2 separate regions of the Mus musculus genome follow, and region 1 is linked to region 2. A link is a contact called in public HiChIP or PLAC-seq data. All regions are on one chromosome and are shown on one strand. The core of a region is the stretch at or near the end of the contact, and the rest is flanking DNA. Distances in the headings are between cores, read along the strand shown. Region 1 overlaps Gm12976 (a long non-coding RNA gene). Region 2 overlaps Ak2 (adenylate kinase 2).

Region 1 (4,854 bases), core at 2,224-4,723, 240 kb before region 2:
GACCTGGGAAAAAGGGACTCCTGCTCTCTCCAGGCCTTCATTTAACTGCCTGGAAAATGGGAACAATACCTCTACAGTGCCACTTGGAGATTAAGGGAAGCAGTTCTACGGGGCAAGATCTTGACTGAAATCAGAGGGCTCGGCAGGCACCAGAGGGGCTGGGGATGTAGTTCAGTTAGTTGGTAGAGTATTTGCCAATCATTTGAGCATGCCATGCGTGAAGCTCTGGGCTCCATCCTCAACCTTGTATAACGGGGCATATCTACAATCTGAACACTCAGAAAGTGGAGGTCCTGAGGGTTAGAAACCCAAGGGTTATAAACTCCACTACCATGAGTTCTAGGTTCAAGGCCAGTCCTGAGTACCGGAGAATTTGTCTTAAAAAAAAAAAGAGATATGTGATCCCAAAGGATGAGAAATGCCAATCAAAAAGCAAAGCTAACTGAGTGATGCGGCTAAATTGTGAAGAATTCTGTGTACCCAGAAGACTTGGAAAAATGCTACAAAGAGCAAGAAGAGGCTCAGGCAGGCAGCAGAGGAGCAAGCTCTAGTTTGACTAAAGCCCCTCTGGGGCAGGGTAGAGAATGGATGGAGGAAGACAGGGGTTAGGACACAGAGGTGACTGGTGTAATGGTCCTGGGGGGTTGGAGCTGTGCATGTCATTCCTTAGTCATCTGAATGCTGCGCACCTACAAGGCAGTGTGATTCAAAGATTCCCTTCCGGGGGATGCGTCACTGCTTAATAGGAATGGACAGGAAGGGACAATGGCACTGGCCAAAAGAACCCTCCCGAGGGATCAGATCCAGGGCTCCAGGCCTCAGAGGGATCCTGCAGACTGGGAGGCTGTAGGGAGCTTCCTTTCCAGCTCAGAGATTTTGCCCCTCCCTCCCCATGGCCCTGCAGGCCTGCATCCCCTCCCCTCTGTGCATTTGTATCTCTGTGGCTGGCTGCTGGCTGAGGCAGCAGAAACAGCATTTTGAAGTGAACCAGATCCAGATAAATCCAAACCCTGATTCTACTACTCACTAACTAACCTTGGTCAAGTTTCTCATCCTCTCTGAGTCAAGTTTTGTGCAATACGTTCAGATTTGCATGTATCTTTACGTGGTAAGGAGGGTGTACAGGGGAAGGCTGTGAATAGAAACTGCCTGGTAACACTAATAGTGGACAGGCTGCAGTGGGCAACTGTATCAAAGAAGCATTTCTAAAGTTAGCCATCTTTAATTCTGCAGTGTGTGTGTGTGTGTTGTAGGCACGTGTGTTCAGGTATGGTACATGTGCCTATGCATGTTGAGGCCAGAGGCCAATGTTGGTGTCTTCTTCAATTGCTCTCCTCTCCACTGTGTTTTTGGACACATATATGATCTATCACTGAACCTACAGGACAAACTGGTCACAGAGTAGATGAATTGGCTGGCTAGAGAGTCCCACCACCTACCTCTTATCCCTAACACTAGGATTACAGGAACACCTCTGGGCCTTGACTTTAAAACAAAATCAAAAACTTTTTGTTTTTGTTTGTTTATTTTTATTTTTTTAAAGATTTATTGCCAGGCAGTGGTGGCACATGCTTTTAATCCTAGCACTTGGGAGGCAGAGGCAGGCAAATTTCTGAGTTCGAGGCCAGTCTGGCCTATAGAGTAAGTTCCAGGACAGCCAGGGCTATTCAGAGAAACCCTGTCTCAAAAAAACCAAAATAATAATAATAATAATAATAATAATAAATAAAATTAAATTAAAAATATGTTTATTTATTTTATGTAAGTACACTGTAGCTTCAGACACACCAGAAAAGGGAATCTGATCTCATTACGGATGGTTGTGGGCCACCATGTAGTTGCTGAGATTTGAACTCAGGACCTTTGGAAGAACAGTCAATGCTCTTGTTTGTTTGTTTATTTATTTATTTTGTTTTTCCAGACAGGGTTTTTTTGTATAACCCTAGCTGTCCTGGAACTCACTTTGTAGACCAGGCTGGCCTTGAACTCAGAAATCTGCCTCCCGAGTGCTTAGATTAAAGGCGGGTGCCACCATGCCCGGCTTTAGTCAGTGCTCTTAACCTCTGAGCCATCTCTCCATTCCAACCAAAAACTTTTTAATGATTTATTTTTATTTTATGTGCATTGGTATTTTGCCTGCATGTGCATCTGTGTGAGGGTGTCAGATCCCCTGGAACCGGAGTTACAATTTAACCTACCATGTGTGTGCTAGGAATTGAACCCAGGTCCTCTGGAAGAACAGTCAGATTTTTGAACTGCTGAGCCATCTCTTCAGCTCCCTGGCTTTCTTACACGGGAGCTGGGGATTTGAACTCACGTCTTCACTCTTGTGCAGCAAGTGCTTTACCTCAAGTCAGCTTCTTAGCCCTTCGGCATTTCTTCTGCCTTCCTTCCTTTTCTCCCTCACTCTCTTCCTTTCACCTCCCTTTTTCTGTTCTTCGTTACACTAGGCAAGCTCTCTACTCTGTAGCCCAAGTCTGGATGTTTTACACAATCATAGTTGTATAAAATAGGGATGAGACTACCAACCACACAGCTTGCTGGAAGAGTTTTAAAAAGATCTGACAGATAAACATCCTTTCATGCTGTCTGCTGAAAAACTGGCGCTCGCTCACTAAGGATTAGCCCTTTCCTTCCCTTCCTGGACCTGAGTTTTCACTTGTTAACTGTTTGCATCTTTGTGTCTGTGTTTGTATAATCAGCCCATGAATGTCTCTGTGTGATGTTTATGGGCTACTGAACATGTGAATGTATGTATTCAAGATTTATCAATGAATATCTATACATCTGGGGATGTGATGTGTGCGATTATGTCATCTGGGAGTGCCTGTGTCAGTAGATGGAGTGGGTGTGCTGGCAATGTGTGTGTGTGTGTGTGTGTGTGTGTGTGTGTGTGTGTGTGCATCCGAGTGTTTCAGAATGTTTCTGTTGTGTTTACACATGTTTAGATGTCTGTCTTAGCATATCATGTGTCTGGATGTGCCAGTCTGAATCACTTTGTATGTGGGTGTGTCCCACAGTGTTTATCTCCCACTGTGTTTGTCTAAGTCTCACTGTAGATGGAAGGCTGAGGAGGTCTCTGAGTATCCTCCTTGATCTCTCTCCCTGTGGTGATGGGCAGGAATCTTTGCTCCCAATAGCCCAGCTTAGAGAAAGCCATGTGGAGGTGTTGCCCTCCTAGCCTTGCCCTTGGGCACAGGGCCAGCAGTGGAGTGGTGTCAGCAAACACCTAGAGAGGGGCTCCTCCCACACTCCCTACAGGAAGCATTTCCAGCTGACAGCTGCTCACAGCCCTGTGTCCGAAAGTGCTGACCCCTGTCCATGGAGAGCAGAGAGCAGAGCCAAGCCGGTCTGCTCCGCAGTTCAGGAAATCCCTGCTCTCCCAGGCCGGGTCATCATCCATCTGCCTGAGCTTCGTGTGCTTCTCAGATAGTGTCAGACAGTTGGGGGAAACAAAGCCTATCTCCATGGCAACACGCCTCTGCCTTCCAACTTGGGCAGTTTGGTGGTTTCATGGGGCCCTAGTTGGGCCCAGCTCTGGGATGGGGGTGAGTGGAGGATGAGTTGAGAAGGCTTCTGTACATGAGCTGCACCCTCACACCGACATATCCAGACACTTCCAGCAGGGAAAAATGTCCAGACAAGGCAAGCTCCACGCTAAGGACACGAGCAATTAGCAATTTGGATGTGTGTGTGTGTGTGTGTGTGTAAGTGTGTGAGTGTGTGTGTGTTGAAAACAAGGTTGGCAACAAGCTCCTTTTGTGACACTTGGTTTCATTCAACCATTTGAGACCACACACACACACACACACACACACACACACACACACACACACGTGCACACTCAGTTTGTTTGGAGGACACCAAATTGACTTGGCAGGTAAAGGTGCTTGCTCTGAAGCCCGAGAGCCAGAGCTCCAAAACAAGAAGCCACAGAGGAAGGAGGGAACCAACTGACTCCCCGAAGTTGTCATCTATCATTCCACTCTGTGCTCCTCCACCTCAACACTAAATATGAAGAAATAAAATAAAATCAAGGGGGCTGGCGAGATGGCTCAGTGGGTAAGAGCACCGACTGTTCTTCCAAAGGTCCTGAGTTCAATTCCCAGCAACCACATGATAGCTCACAACCATCTATAGAATGGGATCCAATGTCTTCTTCTGGTGTGTCTGAAGACAGCTACAGTGTACTCATATACATTAAATGAACGAATAAATCTTAAAAAAAAAAGAAAAGAAAAAATACCTCGCTCTCCAGCCCGCCTTTCTTTTTTCCTTTTCTTTCTGTTTTACTTCCTTTTTAAAAAACTTTTTTTATTATTTCAGGCCCCACTTGCTCTGGCCCTGCTCCGGCCATATTTATTTCATATATGTGGGTACACTGTCACTGTCCCCTAACACAGCAGAAGACGGCATAGGATACCCATTACAGATGGTTGTGAGTCACCATGCAGCCACTGGGAACCAAACTTAGGACCTATGGAAGAGCGGCCAGTGCTCCCAACTGCTGAGCCATCTCTCCATCCCCTTCCTTCCTTCCTTTACAAACATCTTTTAATTTTAGGGGCTGGACAAATGGCTTAGTAGTTAAGAGCACTTGTTGCTCTTGCAGAAGACCCAGGTTCAGTTCCTAGCATTCACACGGTAAATTGCAGCCATCTGTAACTGTAGCTCCAGGATATCCCCTTGCCTATGCCTATGCCCTGAACAGCTACAACATCCAACATTTCTTTCAACTTTCCTGAGCACGAATGTGGTGCGTTACACACGTGCAAGCAGCAGAACACCCATGTCACAGGCTCAAGATAAATTTTATAAAATGTTTTATCTTTAATTGTGTGTGTGTGTGGCATG
Region 2 (5,563 bases), core at 1,110-3,609:
AGGTGTGCTACACCACACCAGGTTAACCTTTCATACACAGACTGATTTTACAGAGCTGGAGAACTGGGGTCCCGTGGGAAGGAGCTCCAAGTGAGAAGCACTAAGCAGCCTGCTCTAAACACTGTACAGTCCGCCTTCCTGCTTGTCCTCAGGCCTGAGGGTCATCTGCATAGGATCTAGACCTGGCCTGGGCCATCAGGTCACTCCCACCTACTCTGCCAGGGCACTTGTCCAGGAGTAGGCACCCCCAGGAGCCTCCCACAGGGATGCTCACCACCACACACAGTTGGGGCAGCATGGTGCTTCCTCTGAGGTAATGAATAATGCAGTGTCACCAGACAGAGGGCTGAGCTGCAATGAGAGCTGAGACAGCCAGCACACACCTTCCAAACCAGAGGCACAGAAACCAACTCCTCTCACCCACTCTGGCTCTCTGTGGTCTTAGCTCTACAAACCCAACTGGCCAGAGCTCTGGGCCAACAGCAAGGAAGCCACAGAGAACGGTAACATAGACCAGGTCTCAACTGCAGAGGCACGGCTCCCAGCCCTTCTCCGTTGCATGCATTCCCTGCATGGATTCCTCGGCCCATTCACGGCTAGTAGCGGGTTTCTGAACTAGGAGTGTTTGAGAACCTCTTGCCTATCCTTAGCCAAGCACCAAAGCCGCTAGCTTAGTGGTGGGAGGGTGTGGCGTCACAGACTGGCTCTGGTTTTATTGGTTCCCAGAGGTGTGACTCTCCAAGCGCACAAAGGCGCACAAAGTTCTGCTACCTCTCCAAAGGCTTGGAGAGGTAGCAGAACTTACCTTTGCAGGGCTGAGGACAATCCACACAGACCCTCCCACACAGCACACATTCTCTATGCATTAAATTACGGGTTAAGGAAATACAAATAAAGAGAACGGTGTATGCAATCTTAGTGGTTTGGGATTTCTAAGGGACCTTCTGGTAAACAATCCTCAGCCCAGCTCCCGATGCCCAGGAAGGCAAGATTTCCCCAGTGCCTGTCTTCTCTTTCTCTGAACTCCCTTGTCCCTTGCTAGCCACACTGACCCATAGGACATCCGGTGCAGAAGTAGTGAGCCTGTGAGCACACCTGATGACAGGGACCATTTTACTCTCCACCAGGGGGAAGAAAGGCTGGCTAGACATGGCGAAGGAGCTCCTCCTGAAATGTGATGCGCCAAGCCGGTCTTCTAAGGCTGCTCCTTGTCCTGCTCTGGTACTGGTGTACACTGTACATATGAGATCCTAAGAGGTGACACATAATCCTGGTCTTTACAACTGGCAGGGACAGAGAGAGTTCTTGCTGGGAGGACCTTCTTAGTACACAGCTGCACACATCACTGATCATTTCAGCAATGTCACAGGGTCAAACCCATGCTGGAGAGAGCACTTCAACTGGGCCTGTTGTGAACTATTCACCGGTAAAGCAGGCAGCGGGGGTGTCCACTGCAGAACGTCTCAGTGAGGGTGACAGGAATTGAGCAGGTGATGAGGCCTGTGCGGTATTTCCATCTCAGTCTGTCTTTAGCACTCCTGATACAATGAAGTCACTAAGACCAAAGGCAGTACATATAGTCTTTGCTCGGTTTGTCCTTTTTAGCCACGCCATTTCCCAGTTCGGTCTGACAGATATTTTATTCTTAGTTGTACATGACAACCAAGAAAAGCCAAAAAACTTTCAGACATTCATACAGCCAAGAATGCAACAATCTGAAGAAAGCAGACTTGCTGACATCTCAAGGCAACACCAGAGGTGGGGCACAAGGAGCAAGGGTGGGGAGCGGGGCTGGCTCAGTGAGCACAGAACTTCATATGCCAGAGTCACAAGATGCCTGAAGAGCAGTGGTGTTCACTCTGGTTTCGGGAAGAGCAGCCATTTCTGAGAAACCTCACTAGCAGGGCTCTTGTCCAAGAGCAAAAGCTTCTGTCTACACCAGTGGCTGAGGTCCACTCTTGCTCGGAAGTAAACGGATTTCAAACAGGACACACAAAGGCAACCAAGGGTGCTAAACAGCGGCCGCTGGGAAGGTGGCCAGCGATGTGACTTACTCATAGAAGCACACACAGGCTTGCCAGGCTGCAGACTGCTGTCCGTTCCTAATTATCCAGCCCAGCAGGAAGCAGATAGCTGTCTGTATGTTCTGACCCGACGTTTATCTGATGCCTGCTGTGGTAGGCACTGAGCCAGGGGCTGGGTTTTTTTGTTTTTTTTTTTTTTTTTTACAGACTTTAAGGCCATAAGACAGCAACACCAAGGCTCTTTTTCAGATGAGACGGGAACGAAGTATGTGACTGACTAACCACTGGGGTTTGTCATCCACCACAGAGGCCGACAGCTGCAAGGGTGCTTAGGCGTGCACACGTGTACTTCCCAGGACAGCGAGCTAACCATGAGAACCAGCTTTAAAGTCGGGGCCAGAGTTCAACATCTTTTTTTTTTTTTGGTTTTGTAGTCAATCCAGAATTCCTCAAAAAACTCCACAACAGGGATACAAATTTTCAACATATTTTATTGACTCAGGGGCCAAACATGGCAGCATTTGGTCAGTTATGAAAGGCACCTCATTGAGAAATACATCACAGTGTTGTCGGGCAATCCCAGTCCCAGGAGGTGAGGGGGACAATCCTTGGATGACTTAGCTTAAGACATTTTAGCTTTTCCCCCAACCCTTCCCTGTAGAGGACTGAAGCCGGGGCTTTACAGAGCCAGGCACACACACGCCACTGAGCTACACTCCTAGGCCTTGTTCAGTTATCTAAAAGGGTCCCGTGGATGAATGAAGGCAAGGTTTTAAGACTAGGGAGTGCTGAGTGGCTGAAGGCTTTGTCACTAGAGCAAGCAACTCTGAAGTCTTAAGTGTGGGATCTGTTTCCCCTTGCTCCCCACAATTCCAGGAGAGATGGTCTGCTGAGCGGCACCCATAACCTCACACCCCGTCTCTTCCATCCGCGCAGGTCAGTCTTCTCGCTTTATGGAGTGGGGAGCCCCCGGCAGTCAGCAGCCCCCTCCTCTGCACGGGATGCACAGGCCCAGCCTGACTGCTGTGCTCTGGGCCTGGGGATCCATGAGGTTCTTATGTAGAAGCTGAGGTCTCTTAGAGAGCATTAGCTTTGTGGTCCAGAGAAAAGCAGAGGCTGACTGCTTAAAAATAATACCATGTCTCCTTATCTGCACCAATGCACTCCAATCACAGTTTTTTTTTTTTTTTAAATTAATCTTTTCCCTTGCTTATACTTTAAAAATTCTCATCTATGTGTAAAAAAAAAAAACCTTACTAATTATAACACTGCCACTGTTCCAATCTTCTCTCGAGGAGCCCCTCCCCACCTCCCTCACCATCCATCCATCCTTCCTTCCCATGACCACCCTCTTCCCTCTGCCCAGCACCTAAGAGCAGGGATCCCACGGCGGGGAGATGAGCAGGGGTGCGGTCTCGCCTGGCCTTCTGTTACTAGGCTGAAATAGAGAGGAAACAACAAAGAACAAAATGGGTTTTTTAAAAAACAAACAAACAAACAAACATCAGGGAAGACTGGCATGCAACCAGACGCATCAAATCCTGGACATTCTCTGCCAGCTTTCTGAAAGCTCTCAGGCCTGCTGAGGCTACAACTCTGCAGTTAAAGCAAAAACACAATCCTGACCACCACCAGCGAGCAGGTTTTCCAGCTCTTACCTGAAGCCCAAATGTCACATGCCATTTGGTATATGTGCACACATGTGTGTGTGTAATATGTGTGTGTATATATGTGTATATACACATATATACACACACATATGTATATGGACAGGTGGCAAATGCCTGTGCAGAGATCAGTCACATTCAATCAGCAACTGCTCAGGGGCCTGGACTTAGAGGTCAAGCGTTTCCAGCTGCTCTAGGTCAGGAAAAGTCAACTGTGGGATGCAGAGCCACCCCTCCAGAGAAAGTCCCGCACAGAGCCAACCCTCTGCTCCAGAGCAAGTCCTGCCCAGGGCCACCCCTCCAGAGCAAGTCCTGCCCGGAGCCACCCCTCCAGAGAAAGAGCATGCATTCCTGCAGGCCCAGATGACAGTTTTGCTTTCATTCCTCTCCCTGTCCATTCCCAGCAGTCATGTGCTTTCCAGAAGCACACAAGGCCAGACTGGGTTTCGGTTAAGAGCAGACAGAATTAGCTTAAAGCCAGGGAAACAAGGCAGGGCAGTGGCAGCAGACACTTGGAGGCCAAAAGGGAAGCAGAGGGCCACGTACCCAGGAGCTTCCATGTGGAGACAAGCCCTCTGACAGATTCAGACAGTAGGAGAGCTCAGCCAGATGGGGACCAAGCACTTTAGAGTCAGTAGGAGGTTATGCTGCGGCAGGCGGCATTATTTACTGGCCACATCACTGACTTTCTAATGGCTTTTCCAGAGGCTGAAGGCTTTGAGGTCTCGTCACAGCAGCCCACTAATTTATCTGTTACAAAGCAACCAGAGACCAAAAGGCACAGAGCACAGACCATAGGACACTCATAATTATGGGAGCTAAGGTTACAAACAGAAACTTGTAATGGTCATAGGTGGTCTTGTTTTGGGGTATCGCTAGCCATCATAAAATATGGGGTAAAGGGTTAAATTTGAAAGGGATACATCTGATTTGGGTTTTATACCTCGTGTTTAAATAAATTTCTGATGGGAATGAATCCAAAGAGATTATCCCCAGTCACTGTTTGGCTCACCCCTGGAAACAGGCAAACAAAACAAACCTCCCTAAGTGGGTCTATCTGGGGAAACAGTCGTGGCCCTTCTCTGTTACCTAGCTCGACGTTCAGAGACAACCTGCACCCCAAAGGACCTTCTACCTGGCACAATTCTTTGACAACAGCTCACTGTGCAAAGGGAAGTCCCATGTTGTCTGAACTTTACAGCACCGTGATGTGGAACACAGAAACAGTCCAACCTCATCACTCTTCCATGTGGATGTCCTGTCCTAGCAGCCAGTGTCTGGAATGCGTAATGTCTTTTAAATTCCATTTAAGGGGAAAAAATTAATGATCCTATGCACCCACTGACTTGAGGTTTTTTGTTTCCTGTCAAGAATGTATATCAGGAACCATGACACTGCCTGACTTACACATGTGACCCCAGACGTGGGAGTCAGCTGCTTGTGGTAAGTACTATGAGGATTTGGAACTGGGGTGCCTGGCAGATAAGAGTGTGGCTAAGAGAGAGAGAGAGAGAGAGAGAGAGAGAGAGAGAGAGAGAGAGAGAGTGAGTGTGTGTGTGTGTGTGTGTGTGTAGCTAACAGCACAGGCTGCACAGGGAAGAAAATCTACTAAAACACATCTTGTTTAAAAAATGTTATAATGAAGCTGGACATAGAGGCGCACTCAGGCGGCAGAGACAGGCAGATCTTAGGAGTTCGAAACCAGTCTGATATAGCAAGTTCCAGGACAGATGGAGGTACACAGAAACCAGCTCAAGAAAAAAAAAAGTCATAATGATATATATATCTGATATCTAATGCCCTGTGTGCTAATTATTTTAAAACAATAAAAAGAAAAGTAAACAGCAGGTAAAACAAGATTCAGAATGTAAG

What was found. HiChIP or PLAC-seq counts read pairs in DNA pulled down with a chosen protein or histone mark.
Region 1: a contact with region 2 is called in an HNF4G HiChIP or PLAC-seq map of pancreatic cancer cells. The contact joins two enhancer-like sites. A contact is called at or near these places in 1 of 484 Hi-C or Micro-C datasets (spermatogonial stem cells), 1 of 115 datasets of contacts at active chromatin or transcription factors (pancreatic cancer cells) and 1 of 9 other capture datasets (pancreatic islet).

The regions. Positions count from the first base shown.
Region 1 is chr4:129,255,185-129,260,038 of GRCm38.p6, reverse strand. All of the region lies in intron 1 of Gm12976 (a long non-coding RNA gene), which reads right to left. It also overlaps a transcript of C77080 not described here. Among named protein-coding and RNA genes, the nearest start is that of C77080, 9.2 kb to the right of the region's middle. Within about 2 kb of position 3,473, at least 84 of the 459 cell types and tissues checked have an H3K27ac peak or open chromatin away from gene starts, as enhancers often do. A contact at or near this core is called in pancreatic cancer cells, where this site is marked.
Region 2 is chr4:129,008,462-129,014,024 of GRCm38.p6, reverse strand. Ak2 (adenylate kinase 2) reads right to left here. Exons shown (of 7, transcript NM_016895.4): 7 at 2,496-3,462. The coding sequence ends at 3,458. Among named protein-coding and RNA genes, the nearest start is that of Ak2, 18 kb to the right of the region's middle. Within about 2 kb of position 2,359, at least 125 of the 459 cell types and tissues checked have an H3K27ac peak or open chromatin away from gene starts, as enhancers often do. A contact at or near this core is called in pancreatic cancer cells, where this site is marked.